3 separate regions of the Mus musculus genome follow, and all the other regions are linked to region 2. A link is a contact called in public promoter capture Hi-C data. All regions are on one chromosome and are shown on one strand. The core of a region is the stretch at or near the end of the contact, and the rest is flanking DNA. Distances in the headings are between cores, read along the strand shown.

Region 1 (4,546 bases), core at 1,248-3,747, 1.1 Mb after region 2:
GCCCCATAGGCTGTCTGAGGTTTGTGGCCACATCTCTGAGGAGCTCAGCTATCATCTAAGGCTCCGCTGGGAGGAGGATGCAGGAACTACACATTCAAACGAAGCGTTTGGAAAATACGTCTGAGAACTAACGAGGCTGCTAAACATGCTTCATGATACAAGTTGAGCACTGATACAGGTAGAACTGTAGACTACTTCCTATGTCAAAGCACAACATGGGTCATGGGTTGTTCAATAAATGGCAGAAAAAAGACTAGGGACATATGTTTTATGCATATAGGTATGTAAGTATATAAGGTATATATATATACACATATAAGGTATTAAGTATATAAGGGATATAAGGTATGCATATAAGGTATATATGTATAAATCTATATCTCATAATTAATGTGATTCTATATGAATCACATATACATGCTAAAAACAAAAGCATACATTAATTGGGGGTTAATTTACTGGGCTGAAAAGTCTTGTATAAAAACAAAAAGAAATGAGAAAATGTCACTTAATTCAAAGCTGTTCCATAATCACTAGAGGCCCAATAAACTAGAAACCAAAAACAACCCCTCCCTGCCTGCCCCCATAACCCAGCGTGAGTATTCATGGCCATTTATTCTTTCACTCGATTTTAGGATTATCTTCTCAGGCCCTCAAATAATTCTGCAAAAATTAGATTAACTTTATAAGTGAAATCTAAATTAACTTAAACAGATTCACTTAAAACAGATAAATGGAGGTATAATAAAAAGATTGCCAGGAAACATTAAAATACAGACTTTTTTTTTCCTTTATAAAGTTAAAAGCCTTAATCATCTTTTTCTATTTTTGAAATATGAAAAATGTTGTCTGTTTCATCCTAACCTTGAAGGCCACAGTAGATCAACCCAACCTTCCATGTAGCAATGGGCTACACAAGCAGGTTACTCAACTTCTCCATCAGGGAAAGAGGAGTGCTGAGAAGAGCCGACAGCTTCAGCCATGCCGAGCTGCTGCTTGCTCTATCATCAGAAGAGACATACAAGTTCTCTCTCAGCTGTGTGACTGTCTGCAGCCCAGAACCCCTAGTCGCTATCTATTCTGTGCTTTAGTTACCAACTCAGTAGCACTGGGCTAAGGTTGGGTTGGGGCAGGCTTTTTCTACTCGGGAATCCCTTCCCTGCAGACAGAATGCAGATGACTCTCTGCTGCCCCCTTTTGGTCTGCTATGGTTGCCGTAAAGCTTTGCAACTTGTAGCTATTTATAGGGCAACCTGATGTCTTTTAGGATCAGGACGCTTCCCCCAAATTTGACATCCTTTGCCTCTGGGTACTGAGCACCCTTCATAAGCACCTACCTGTCTCTCCCCATTTCTGAATCCTGCTGAGGCCTGGACTGTTGATACCCTTAGTGAAATCTGGCAAAGATCACTGGAGAATAATGGGTTTAAAAACCAAAATCTGAATTTAAAACACAATTTCCCTTAAAGAAAAGTGAAGAGAAAAATAGTCCTTGTCTTTCAGGGACGAAGCCTGGCTACTATCTAAGCTAAATCTCAGCAACCATTCACCTCCTCTGCTCGAGACCCTGCAGCAGCTTTTAAACAATTCCTCCAAGCCTCCTATCTACGGAGACAGGAGGATTATTTAATATCGATTAGTAAAGAGGGAGGGGTGGAGGGTGTAACAGTATTACATATGTTATTTATATGTTAACTATGTTAGCATATGCCACACCTGACTCTCAAGGCCTGGTACCCTGACCTCAGAGACCACAACTGAACCTCCCTTTAAAACTGCTTCTCAAGTAAAGACAAATCATTTTCTGACAAGTCAGTAAGTAGCTGAAATATAATTTTAAGGAAGGGTCAGAAGTTATATTAAAAGTCAGGGCAAGTATAGATGAGGCAAAACAGGGGACAGGAAACAAACCAGAAAGCACAGGACACTCTCAGGACGGGAGGCCACTGTGGCTGTGCTCTGAGAACACTGTGTTCGTTATGAGAGACATGATACCTTTCACTACCTACCACTAACTCAGCAAGCTGAGAACTGGGGTGATCTGTACCTATGAGACCCTCGGAGTCTCATTTTAACATTCTTCCCACGCCTTTCCTATCAACTGTGCCAAGGCTTTTAGCAATGAAGACTCCTGGATTATCTATCACCTCTGGGAGGCACCCAACACCCAGCCCCCGCCCCTAAGTATGGACCATGAAGCGGTGAGTATTTCCCTCACTGGCTGCTTGGTCTACGAAAGACTGCTTTAAGTCCCAAACTCACCTAGAAAATGAGGATGCTGTCTTAAAACCAACGTTGATATTTAAAGAAACAGAACAGGCCTCCAAAAAACCCTGTCTGTTTAAAACAACCATAAAGGGAAATCTATCATGGAAATCACAGCAGTCACGATCAGTGAAGAGAATCCACAAAGGTTCTAAGTATCCCTTCCCTAGACACAGAACATCTGGAAATACTTAAGGATGGACTTGCTCTTGGCCTTAAAGTCATGATGCAACCAACTGCGACTCCTGCTCCCTCCCACCAACTCCCCCTAAACCTCCGCTCATCTGCTCCGCTCTCTAACACTGTGGCAGCTCCTAGAAGCAAGCTGCAAACTCACCTGCAAACACTGCACATAAGCAGAAGCTTTAGTTTGTCTCTGCATCCCACAGGCTTGGTTCAAGGTTCCTGACTATGTCATGAAAACAGCCAATAGAAAGAGCTGTTGACAAAGGACTGTACTGCAGGAAACAACTCAGAGAACCTGTGCTTTGTGAGCCTTTCAGAGGCAGGAGACATAAGGATAAAGAGTGCACGAAAGTTAGCGGGGATCACTAACACTATTTATGACTGAAACCCACGACGGATCAGAAGCCCCAGTCTTTCTGTGACCTAGTCTTACATGGACTGCTTTTTTGTTTGTTAATCATGACAGAACTGACTGAAATGCTGACAATACCATTTAAGCGTACAGTGTTTCTGAGAAGCTAAGCAGACCAGGCCCTCATGCTCACAGGGTCTGAGGCTTTGGGCTTAATGAGAAAGCCAGGTGTTCCCCCGGGGAGCCAGTATCTACAGTCAGCTTAACAGGCTCCAAGTCACACATCAAACTGGAGCTTAAACTGCCTCTCCCATTCTGCTATCAAGGCTTGAAAGCACCCACCCTCCACAATACAAAGGCGGTCATACGGCTGCTGATCTCTACATGTTGGCCTTTCTTTAGGGCTGACTGTCCGTCACAGTTTAAGGTCTCATCCCAACTCTGTTCTGGTTACCACCGAGACGGCCTCTGACGGCCACGCACAGGCAGATATGCTGGCCTGCTCCCTAAGCCCTGGGTTCAAGTCAGGTTTCCACCCATGGCTTCTAGAAGCTGACTTGCTCACCCCAGACATTACAGAGGTGGCTTCAATTTCAATTCAGATTCTAAAGTAGAGAAGCCTCAGAGGCCACCTAGACTGCAGGTGCCCAGCTGCTGCCAGAATGCCAGGCAGAGCCAATGGCAATGCTTTGGCAAGTGTGCTCCCTCCAAAGCTCTGTAGCCAGCTCTCCTCTAAGGACTAAGTATGGTCAGAAGGCAGAGGACAGCAACCTAGAAACACGGAGGTGTCCATAACAAAGTGAATGTCCAGCCTCCCCCGCCCCACAACTGCTTCCAAGGCAGCACTTCAGCCATGTTCCGGTCCTTTTCCCATTAGCCAGGGCTTCATCTCCAACCCTCTTTGCTTTCAACTCTTCATTAACTCTGTTGATTTATTTTCCCCTCCTGTGTATAATCCATTTCTCTCTCCATTTCTACCGCTGATTACCACAGGTCAGATCTTTATCACTGCAAGCAGGGAAAATTAATTTCCTTCCTACTTTTAACCATTTAAGTAAAAAAAAAAAATTGTTACTAATCTTCATGGAATGAATACCTTGTTATAATACACATTTCTCAAGAGTCTACTGATGATAATTACCTGTGGGTCATTAAAAAAGTTCTTCTTGACTAAGAAATACACACTCACAACATAAAATTCAAAAGGTCCAAGACAGAATTCAATGAAAAATTACCCAGGAGTATTTCCTGAAAGAAAGCACTGTTAACAGCTTTTGTATGACAGTTCTTACCACTCAAAGGCATCCTATGTACATACTCCTGTACATATATACACACATGTATCACAGAACATGCACACATGCCACACAAACCATAACTTGTCACCTAATAATTCTGTGACTTACCCCACAGCATATATAAATATACGTCAAGCACTCATTCTTTTTACCATTTCTGCAATCCTTTCTCCCTCTGTCTAGCAACCTTAGCCCTCAGTGGTCTCCACAGGTGCCTCTCTCTCTGATGGCAGGCCCCACAAAGTCAGTTCTAACCTCAACTTTACCACTCAGGTCCTACCTTTTTTTATGCATATTTGTGGATAACAGCATTAATCCCTCTTTCCTTTTACCTCAAACATATTTTAAAACATAAACCTTGTTCGTTTTTTGAAAAAAGACTTATTTATTTATTATATAAATACACTGTAGCTGTCTTCAGACATACCGGAAGAGGGCATCAGAT
Region 2 (4,144 bases), core at 216-2,715:
ATCTCCCTAGTTCTGGTATAATCGGTATGTACCACCACACCCAGGTTTTATTCAATTCTTTCTTTACGGTTGTTCTTAGTTTCACAGCTTGAAAAGGTATTTCACTAGGTAAGATAATTTTATTGTTACTTTATATGTGATTGGAATATTAGTCATAGTTATACTGAGACTACCATGATTTCTGTGCACATTTTGTTTTGCTTTGGTACCCTGTTAACAAAGTTTTAATAAAAACCCCCTGTTCCAGCAGTCCTAGCAGACTTGTCTGGCCACGCGTCTCAGTTTGCCAAAGAGACACGTAATGATGAATGACAGAGAAAAGGGTTTTATTAAGGTGGCCATGATGAGAAAAACAGATAAAGGGGTTTGCATATACCAAGTCTGTCTTCGAGGGGCTGAGATGAACTTTGACATTTTATAGAAAAGGGAAATGGGAGGGGCTTGTGGTGTGCATAGATGACAGAGCCTGTGGTCTGGTCAGGTGATCTGGTCAAGGCATGGGTCTGATCACTTATGCCAACAAAGGCCTTGTTTCGCAAGGGTTTCTGGAGACCTTGCTAGTGATGTCATTACTCCGAGGCAGACTGTTTATGGCGAGGTAGTTACCCCAGCGCCAGCTTTCAGCCTCCCCACCATACGTAGTTGCCCTCATGTGGGAGGTGATCTGTCCTGCCAGGCTTGCTCTTTGCTTGGGAGTAGTCTCGGTTCCACGTCATAAGGATGTTTACAGATCAGTCTTGCCATTCCTTGTGTTCAAGAGAACTACAGAAGAGAGTGAGTGACTTAGCAGGAAAATTGTTTTTTAAAAAAAAAAGTCAGAGAATGGTGCCCTTCGTCTTCCTAGCTCAGTCTTAGTTTCTAAGACTATTTTACAGAGCCAAAGTTATGAGTGGGAAAAGTTCGAATGTGTCTTACTTCTATTCACAAATATGCTTAGATGTATTTTTATTTTATTGGGGGAATCCTCTTATTTTTGGGTTAAAGAGCATGCTTGGCGCTCGTGGGGGTGGGGCGGCAGGTGGGGCTATGGCTATGCAGTTAAGAGCACTTGTTGCTATTCCAGAGGGTCCGGATTTGATTTCCATCATCCACATGGCAGATAGCAAACATCTGTAACTTCAGTTCCAGGGGATCAGATGCCATCTTCCGTCCCCTGCCCCAACTAGGCACGAACATGGTGCACAGACATGCACGCAGGCAAAAACATCCAGATACTAAACAAAACCCAACAAAACAAAACCCACGGACAAAAAAAAACCTCCCTAAACGCATGTATAACGTATCCAGAACTTGTAGTTTTAGCTGTTTGGTCTATAGAAATGCACCCCACAGCAGAAATATTGGTGAACTGGAAGGCAGTTACGCTCTTGGGCACCACTTGCTCCCTAGCTCCCTCTTCTGGCAGCAGCTGCCCTCTGCCGCCGGAACATTTTTTTTTTCCCGTGGCTCCAGCGCGCTGCGGAAGAATTTTGGCGGCGCACTCAGACTGCCGGTACTTCCGGTGAGGGTCGTCTCGTCGAGGCTGGTGGGTCTACGCGAGGAGACCTGCGGGGTCCTGAGGCTGTGGAGGGCTGGAGTGAGGCGGACAGGAGAAGAAGCCTGGAGCTGAGGACCGAGGTGCAAAGCCCGGGTTGGCCTCGGGGGGGACCTGGAGGGCGGAGGGGGTGGGGGCGTGTGCAGGGAGCGCGGCAGCTTCCGCCTGAGGAAAGTTCTCGCTGCAGGGCTGCCGTTTGCCGTGAGTCTGTGTGGCCCGAAGCGAGTTTGCAGCCCCGAGCTGTCCCTCTCTGAACACGGGGGACAGTAAATCACCCTTGACCTCGGGCCAGGCAGGGTAAGGCGAGGCAGAGCCTCCGCAGTGGCCATGCGCGCTGCGGCTCGCGGGTGCACGCGAGGAGCTCACCGTGAGCATCTCCCGGGGCGGCTGGGTGTGATGACGGAAAGTCTAAGAAACGGGTGATCTGGCTGCGGCGTGGGGACTTCTAACTTCTCCCCGGTTGGATTCTCCATCATAAAGAGGCCCCGTATACCCAGCCAAAAAGTGTGCGGCGTTTACTCGTTGCTTCTCATTTTCTCTGAATTTAAGAGAGTAATAGAAGAGTAAAATATAAAGCAAATGTTGATGCGGTGGAGCAACATTTAAAAAGCTTAAAAGTAATATTATGCGAACTGTGTGTGCACACGCACACACGTGTGCTGGGATCACAGGTGTATTCCACTCTGCTCATCCTGAACAGAAATTTTATTTATTTTTAATTAATTAATTAATTAATTTGGAGATGGTTTCTCTGTGTAGTGTTGGCAGTCCTGGAACTCACTTTGTAGACTAGGGTGGCCTTGAACTTTAGAGATCTGCCTGCTTCTGCCTTCCGAGTGCTGGGACTAAAGGTGTGCTCCACCACAGCCAGGCTCATAGTTTTGTTATTTTTTAAAATTATTATTTTTTTTTTATTTACAGTTCCAATGTTATCCCCTTTCCTGGTTTCCCCTCCGAAAACCCCCTATTTCCTACCCCTTCCCCTGTTCACCAACCCACCCACTCCTGCTTCCTGGCCCTGACATTCCCCTATACTGGGGCTTAGAGTCTTCACACGACCAAGGGCCTCTCCTCCCATTGATGACAAACTAGGCCATCCTATGCAGCTAGAGCCATGAGTCCCACCATGTGTACTCTTTGGTTGGTGGTTTAGTCCCTGGGAGCTCTGGGGGTACTGGTTAGTTCATATTGTTGTTCCTCCTAGGGGGCTTGCACACCCCTTCAGCTCCTTGGGTACTTTCTCTAGCTCCTTCATTGAGGACCCTGTGCTCTGTCCAATGGATGGCTGTGAGCATCCACTTCTGTATTTGGCAGGCACTGGCAGAGCCTCTCAGGAGGCAGCTATATCAGGCTCCTGTCAGCAAGCTCTTGTTGGCATCTGCAATAGTATCTTGGTTTGGTGACTGTATATGGGATGGATCCCCAGGTGGGGCAGTTTCTGGATGGTCATTCCTTCAGTCTCTGCTCCGAACTTTGTCTCTTTAACTCCTCCCATGGGTATTTTGTTCCCTCTTCTAAGGGCTCATCCTTTTAATTTTTTTACTTTTTTGGTTTTCGAGACAGAGTTTCTCTGTGTAACAGAGCCCTGGTTGTCCTAGACTCTGTTAGTAGACCAGACTGGGCTCGAGATCCACCTGCCTCTGCCCTCCTGTTTCTGAGTAAAAAAGCCAGTCCTGCTTCTACAGATACCTGTCTTTTATCTTTTATTTCCGAGTCACCTCCCATCAGTTCCACCATGTCCAGGCAGAACTTTACTTTTATGTTCACAGTGGTGTTTGAGGGGCTTGAGTCTCATTGTGTAGCCCAGTCTGGGCTTGAAGAGGGAAGGGTGCATCAGCATGAGAGGCTCAGGGAATAACGTTCTGGCTTTAGTTCCCTGTCTGCGGTTTCAGATAGGAACTGTCTGGGCTGACAGCTATTCTTGCACATGGAGGATAGGATGCTGAGTAAGCATTTGCCAGTCTGAGGTATTTTTACCTTTTAAAGACAAACGATCAAGTTTTCTGAGGCAAATGATGACTCCGTGGGAAATATACAGAATTTAATTAATAACGTTATATTGTAGCAGGTTTCATAAAAAGCCCCTTAGGACTAGTCTCTAATCTTCTGACTTTTTTTTTTTCTTTGAGAGAGGGTTACTTTGTGTGTAGCCTTGGCTGTCCCGGAACTTGCTCTGGAGCTCACTCTAGAGCTCGCTCTGTAGACCATGCTGGCTTGTGCCACCACTGCCCAACTGAGAATTTTGTATTTTCATAGAATAGTTACTGAATACACTGCAAGAATAAAATGACCTTGCATTCTGATATTTTAAACTTTGTCCCTAACTGTTAAGTAATTAGGTTAATTGGTGATCTATTTTTTTTTTTTTTTTACAGAGTTGAATAAGCATATATATCATTATAAGCACCATGGATGAAGAACCTGAGAGAACCAAGCGGTGGGAAGGAGGCTATGAGAGAACCTGGTAAGTTAGATGTAATTGGCCGTGCTGTAGATACTGTCTCTTTCTCTTTAACTTCAGTTTTATTAAAGTGTGTTTCATGTGTATTAAAATTCAATATATCTCAGTTGACAACCCAGTGAAATTCTTTTGAAAAATATTTACTGTTT
Region 3 (4,144 bases), core at 1,621-4,120, 1.1 Mb after region 2:
GAAGGCCCTGAGTTCAATTCCCAGCAACCACATAGTGGCTCACAACCATCTGTAATGGAATCTGATGCCCTCTTCTGGTGTGTCTGAAGACAGCTACAGTGTACTCACATACATAGATAAATAAACCTTTAAAAAAAAAAGAATCCTGAAAACATTATGGTAAGTGAAAGATACCAGCCTCAAATTATGTCCCACTTAAAAGAAGCATTAGAATAGGGGAATCTAAAGAAAGGAAGCAGGTCACATGTCACCTAGAACTGGGGACGGGGGCTGAGGGAGTAAGAGTGACTAGCAACAAGAGATATAGAGTGTGATAAAAACATCCTGAGTTGGTTGGAAAGATGCTTGCACAATGCTGAAAGTCACACAACTGTGTACTTCAGTGAGTGAGTTGTACTGCATGTGAAGAGAAGGAACTCTAAAATAAAAGGCAGCTACCCAGAGATCATAACAGATCACACAAGGATTACAACCTGAGTTTTATGTCAGTGAAGAGTGACTGCGGATGACACCTAACTTTGATTTCTAGCCTCTACATACATGCATTCATAAAAGCACGATGCAAGCATGCATTCACACACGCACACACACACACACACACACATCTTTCTATGATGCTTTGTGCGTGTCATAAAGTCATAAAGAGCAAAGGTTTCTCCATCACTGCATACAAGCTGAGGTTCTAATAACGTCACAACCAAAGAATTTCTACAGCCAGGGGCAAAAGATGAAAGGAGATGGACACAAAGTGGAAGATCTAGATCAGACTCTCAAACTTTTTATGCATATGAGTCTCATTAAAATGCAGATAGTTTCTCTGTAGGCCCAGATTGCAGAGAGATTCTACTTATCCGACAAGTAACCCAGTAACAACATTCAAAGTGCTCAAAACACATCTGAATGAGTAAGAGTCTTCAGACTCACAGGCTTAGGTCTGGGCCTTGCCAGTCCCCCTCTGCACGTGCCATTCAAAATGTCTCCAAGCATTTTGTTTGTTTGTTTTGTTTTTAAAATAAGAAAATAATGTGATTGTGAAAATAGACAAGCTTTAGCAGCACAATTTAACTTTTAGCCCTTGTGGTGCCAATAATAAATGCTATGAAGATTGGGCAGATCATACACCTCTGTATCTTTTTCATCATACACAAAATGAGGGATACCACCTATCAGCAGGGTGGTTAAGGCTCACTAATGCCTGTCTACGAATTATGGTACCCAGTAAGTTTCCTTCCCCTGTCCTTTTCACATACCTGTTGTTGCTCTATCTCAGTTCATTTTTCTTCTATCTTTTTGATCATTTGGGCTGTATTCTTTCATCCTATTTTAAGTAGACTATGTAGAAGTCTTAAAGTGTTGCATATACTGACTCATCTGTCATGAATTTGTACAAGCTGAGTACTTGAATTAGGGTATTTATACACTGATGTACTTATATTGCCTTCCTATAGCCTCCATCTGTGGTCTAATGCAGTGTCCAAAAAACTTCTGTAGAAATAAAAATGTTACATTTTAAATTGTCCAAGACAAAAGACATCAGCTACATGGATGTACTGACCACATAAAACACTAACTGCCGTGAAGAAACTTAGTTTTTAATCTTATTTATCTTCAACTTAAATTTAAATAGCTACAAGTACTAGCAACTACCAAGTTGGGATAGCTTCAGAGTATAAACTGCCAAAGTAAAGGTTCTCTCAAGTTGCTCTGTGTAGTTTCCATTCCTTTGTTACAATAGTTGCCCCAGCCATTATAAGCAACCAACTTACTCTCCTGTATCTACTAGTGTGGGTCTTATGAAACTTCAAAGAATTTACTACCAATCACAATTAAATATGCCAAATAGCTCTACAAAGCACTCTTAGTGCCAAATATTGTTCGTATCAATTTGTCAAATGTGTGATATGAAGTGTTCTTGCCAGGTAGTTCAAACACTTTATCTTTAGAAAACTCTTGAGGACAACTGTGGAGTTTTTAAATGGCTGTACACTTACAGGAGTGAGAGCAAGTGAGCATTGCTTCTCTTTTTGTGACTGGTGTTAAGGGAGTCTGATTGAAAACAAGCAGCATTGCAAACATCCAAGTGTGGTTAGTTCATTTTACTTCTGTTATCTGGCACATCTTCAAGGATTACGAGATTGTAAGCACTACAAACTCGGGTTTTGCAAAAACTTCAAAACGTATTTTCACCATTAGGTACCCTAAAAAGGCTTTGAGTGATTATGTGATTCAACTCAAGCCATCAAATCGCTCTGCTTGTTTACCTACTGGTGGAAAAAAAAAAAAAAAAAGAAATGTCAGGCAGAAGTTGTGGCCAAGGTCACCAGGTAAAGTGAGGCTAGTGTTGAAAAATTCTTTCAGGAGATGAAGACCAAGGGTTCGGGTCATCAAGTACAAGGCAGTGAGGGAAAACTTTTGCCTGATGACCCTCCAAAGAAATCTCAGGGGAAGAAAACTGTTCTAGCCCACGGAGTGAACATATTTGGGTTTTTCATGATCACCAAGAAGTCTACTAATTTAATACATTAAACTTGCAAGACATACGCAGAACCTCATGCTACAGCCTTCCCCTACTTTTCAAAAGTTTGGAATGGCGGGTACTAGCCTTAAAGAAGAGGGATTATTTTTCCTTTCTGGGTTACCAATACCCTAAACGGCTTCTCTAGCAACCGGATCCCAGACGCACTTATGCGCTTCCTGGAAGCCCATCACCCCCTTCCTTCAATAAACAGCGTGCTGGGAGGCCTAAATGGAGCTGCAGCTCCAAGGCAGCAGCCACCAACCTGCGAGGCAAAGGCGAGACGCGTCTAGTCGCCGAGCCAGGAGCATCCCACACCGCACCATGGGAGCCGCCATCTTGGAGCGCACCAAGTGGAAGGCGGGCGTGGGGGGACAGGCACAGAGCCCGCCTCCGCCGGAAGTGGTCCTACCACCTCAGAGGTCCCCCCTGCCCGGGTCCCGCAGATGGTGCAGCCCGGCCCGGAACAACATGGCTACAGTGTTTCGGCCCCTGGAACGCCTGCGGGTGCCGCGTCCTTCGCTGCATCCCGGGGTGACGGGCTCAGGCTCCGCCTGCTGCCGCTGCACTCTCGGAGGTACGAGCGGCCGCACGCCTGGAAGGAGGGAGGGTGGAAGAGAAGGGAGCGTGAGCCCACCGCGGCCTCTCTTTTTGGAGGAGGCTCGTGCGCCCTTTCCCTTTTGCTGCACGCGTGAGCAGCCCGGTTTGCTTCCGGACTGTGAACCCCTCTGCTCTGTGCCTGGAAAGCAAAGGGCAGCTAGGGACTGCACTTGCAAAGGTCCAAGTTGCTCTTCGAGAACATACCTCAGTCGTCGGGTGTCCTTTTCTGCAAGGTTTTGGTGCGGAGTTTAAGAGATGGGAACCCAAGCTGTGCTGCTTACATTCTCAAAGACTCGAGGCAGGCGTCCTCATCCCCCAAATTATTCCTTACCGCCTTTCTGAAGGCGTGACTGCTATTGATAATAAAATTATTATAATGTGGGCGCGCACACACACACATAGCATCCAGTGACAGAGGTACCCTTCTTCATTTACAGAATAGGAAGTAGACAAGGTTGTCACTCGCCCAAGGTCACAGGGAGCTGGCAGATGCTGTATTTGAACTAAAGACCCAGATCTGACAGCGTCACAGGACTGCCTTTTCATAAACAACTATTTTTGTTACTACCTTACTGTGTCAGATCTCAGTGCACGGTTCATCTGTTTTTATCTCATGCACAGCCAACGATGCAGAAGGGTACATTCCAGACTTGCTGATCTGTGGTCAGTGATTTCTGATCTAGGGTTACTGAGTCCAGATCTGAAAGGCTATCTTCAGTGCCGAAGTTTCAAAACTGGAAGTCATGATATAGCTTTTCCCAATATTTCATGTTTCTCCCAAAATAAACCAAGCAAAAGTGTGTGTGTGTGTGTGTGTGTGTGTGTGTGTAGGTGTCTGCAGTGTGTGTGTGTGTGTGTGTAGGTGTCTGCATTGCTAGCCCCCAACTAGATAGCAAATGCCCATTTGTTCTTCATAGCTCATCTTGTCAACCAGTCTTCACACTCCATCAATCCCTACCTCTTTCAAATGTAAGACTTGCATTCAATACTTGACTGGAGATGTTTGCTTCTCACCAGGGATATATAGTA

What was found. Promoter capture Hi-C pulls out the DNA fragments that hold promoters and counts their contacts.
Region 1: a contact with region 2 is called in a promoter capture Hi-C map of pre-B cells, with 4 times the contacts expected there. The contact joins the enhancer-like site here to the promoter of Gtf2h2 in region 2. A contact is called at or near these places in 5 of 39 promoter capture datasets (the C10 cell line, cranial neural crest, liver and 1 more) and 1 of 9 other capture datasets (liver).
Region 3: a contact with region 2 is called in a promoter capture Hi-C map of pre-B cells. The contact joins the promoter of Mrps27 here to the promoter of Gtf2h2 in region 2. A contact is called at or near these places in 3 of 39 promoter capture datasets (cranial neural crest, hematopoietic stem and progenitor cells and pre-B cells), 9 of 484 Hi-C or Micro-C datasets (B cells, CD4 T cells, cortical neurons and 4 more), 3 of 115 datasets of contacts at active chromatin or transcription factors (astrocytes, large pre-B cells and neural tube) and 1 of 9 other capture datasets (liver).

Annotation. Positions count from the first base shown.
Region 1 is chr13:99,372,367-99,376,912 of GRCm38.p6, reverse strand. The region is part of intron 4 of Mrps27 (mitochondrial ribosomal protein S27); the gene reads right to left. Among named protein-coding and RNA genes, the nearest start is that of Mrps27, 30 kb to the right of the region's middle. Within about 2 kb of position 2,497, at least 17 of the 459 cell types and tissues checked have an H3K27ac peak or open chromatin away from gene starts, as enhancers often do.
Region 2 is chr13:100,489,930-100,494,073 of GRCm38.p6, reverse strand. Gtf2h2 (general transcription factor II H, polypeptide 2) reads left to right here and starts at 1,465. Exons shown (of 16, transcript NM_022011.4): 1 at 1,465-1,617; 2 at 3,910-3,998. The coding sequence starts at 3,943.
Region 3 is chr13:99,343,512-99,347,655 of GRCm38.p6, reverse strand. Mrps27 (mitochondrial ribosomal protein S27) reads right to left here and starts at 2,870. Exons shown (of 11, transcript NM_173757.3): 1 at 2,781-2,870. The coding sequence starts at 2,853. Ptcd2 (pentatricopeptide repeat domain 2) reads left to right here and starts at 2,978. Exons shown (of 10, transcript NM_026873.2): 1 at 2,978-3,092. The coding sequence starts at 2,987.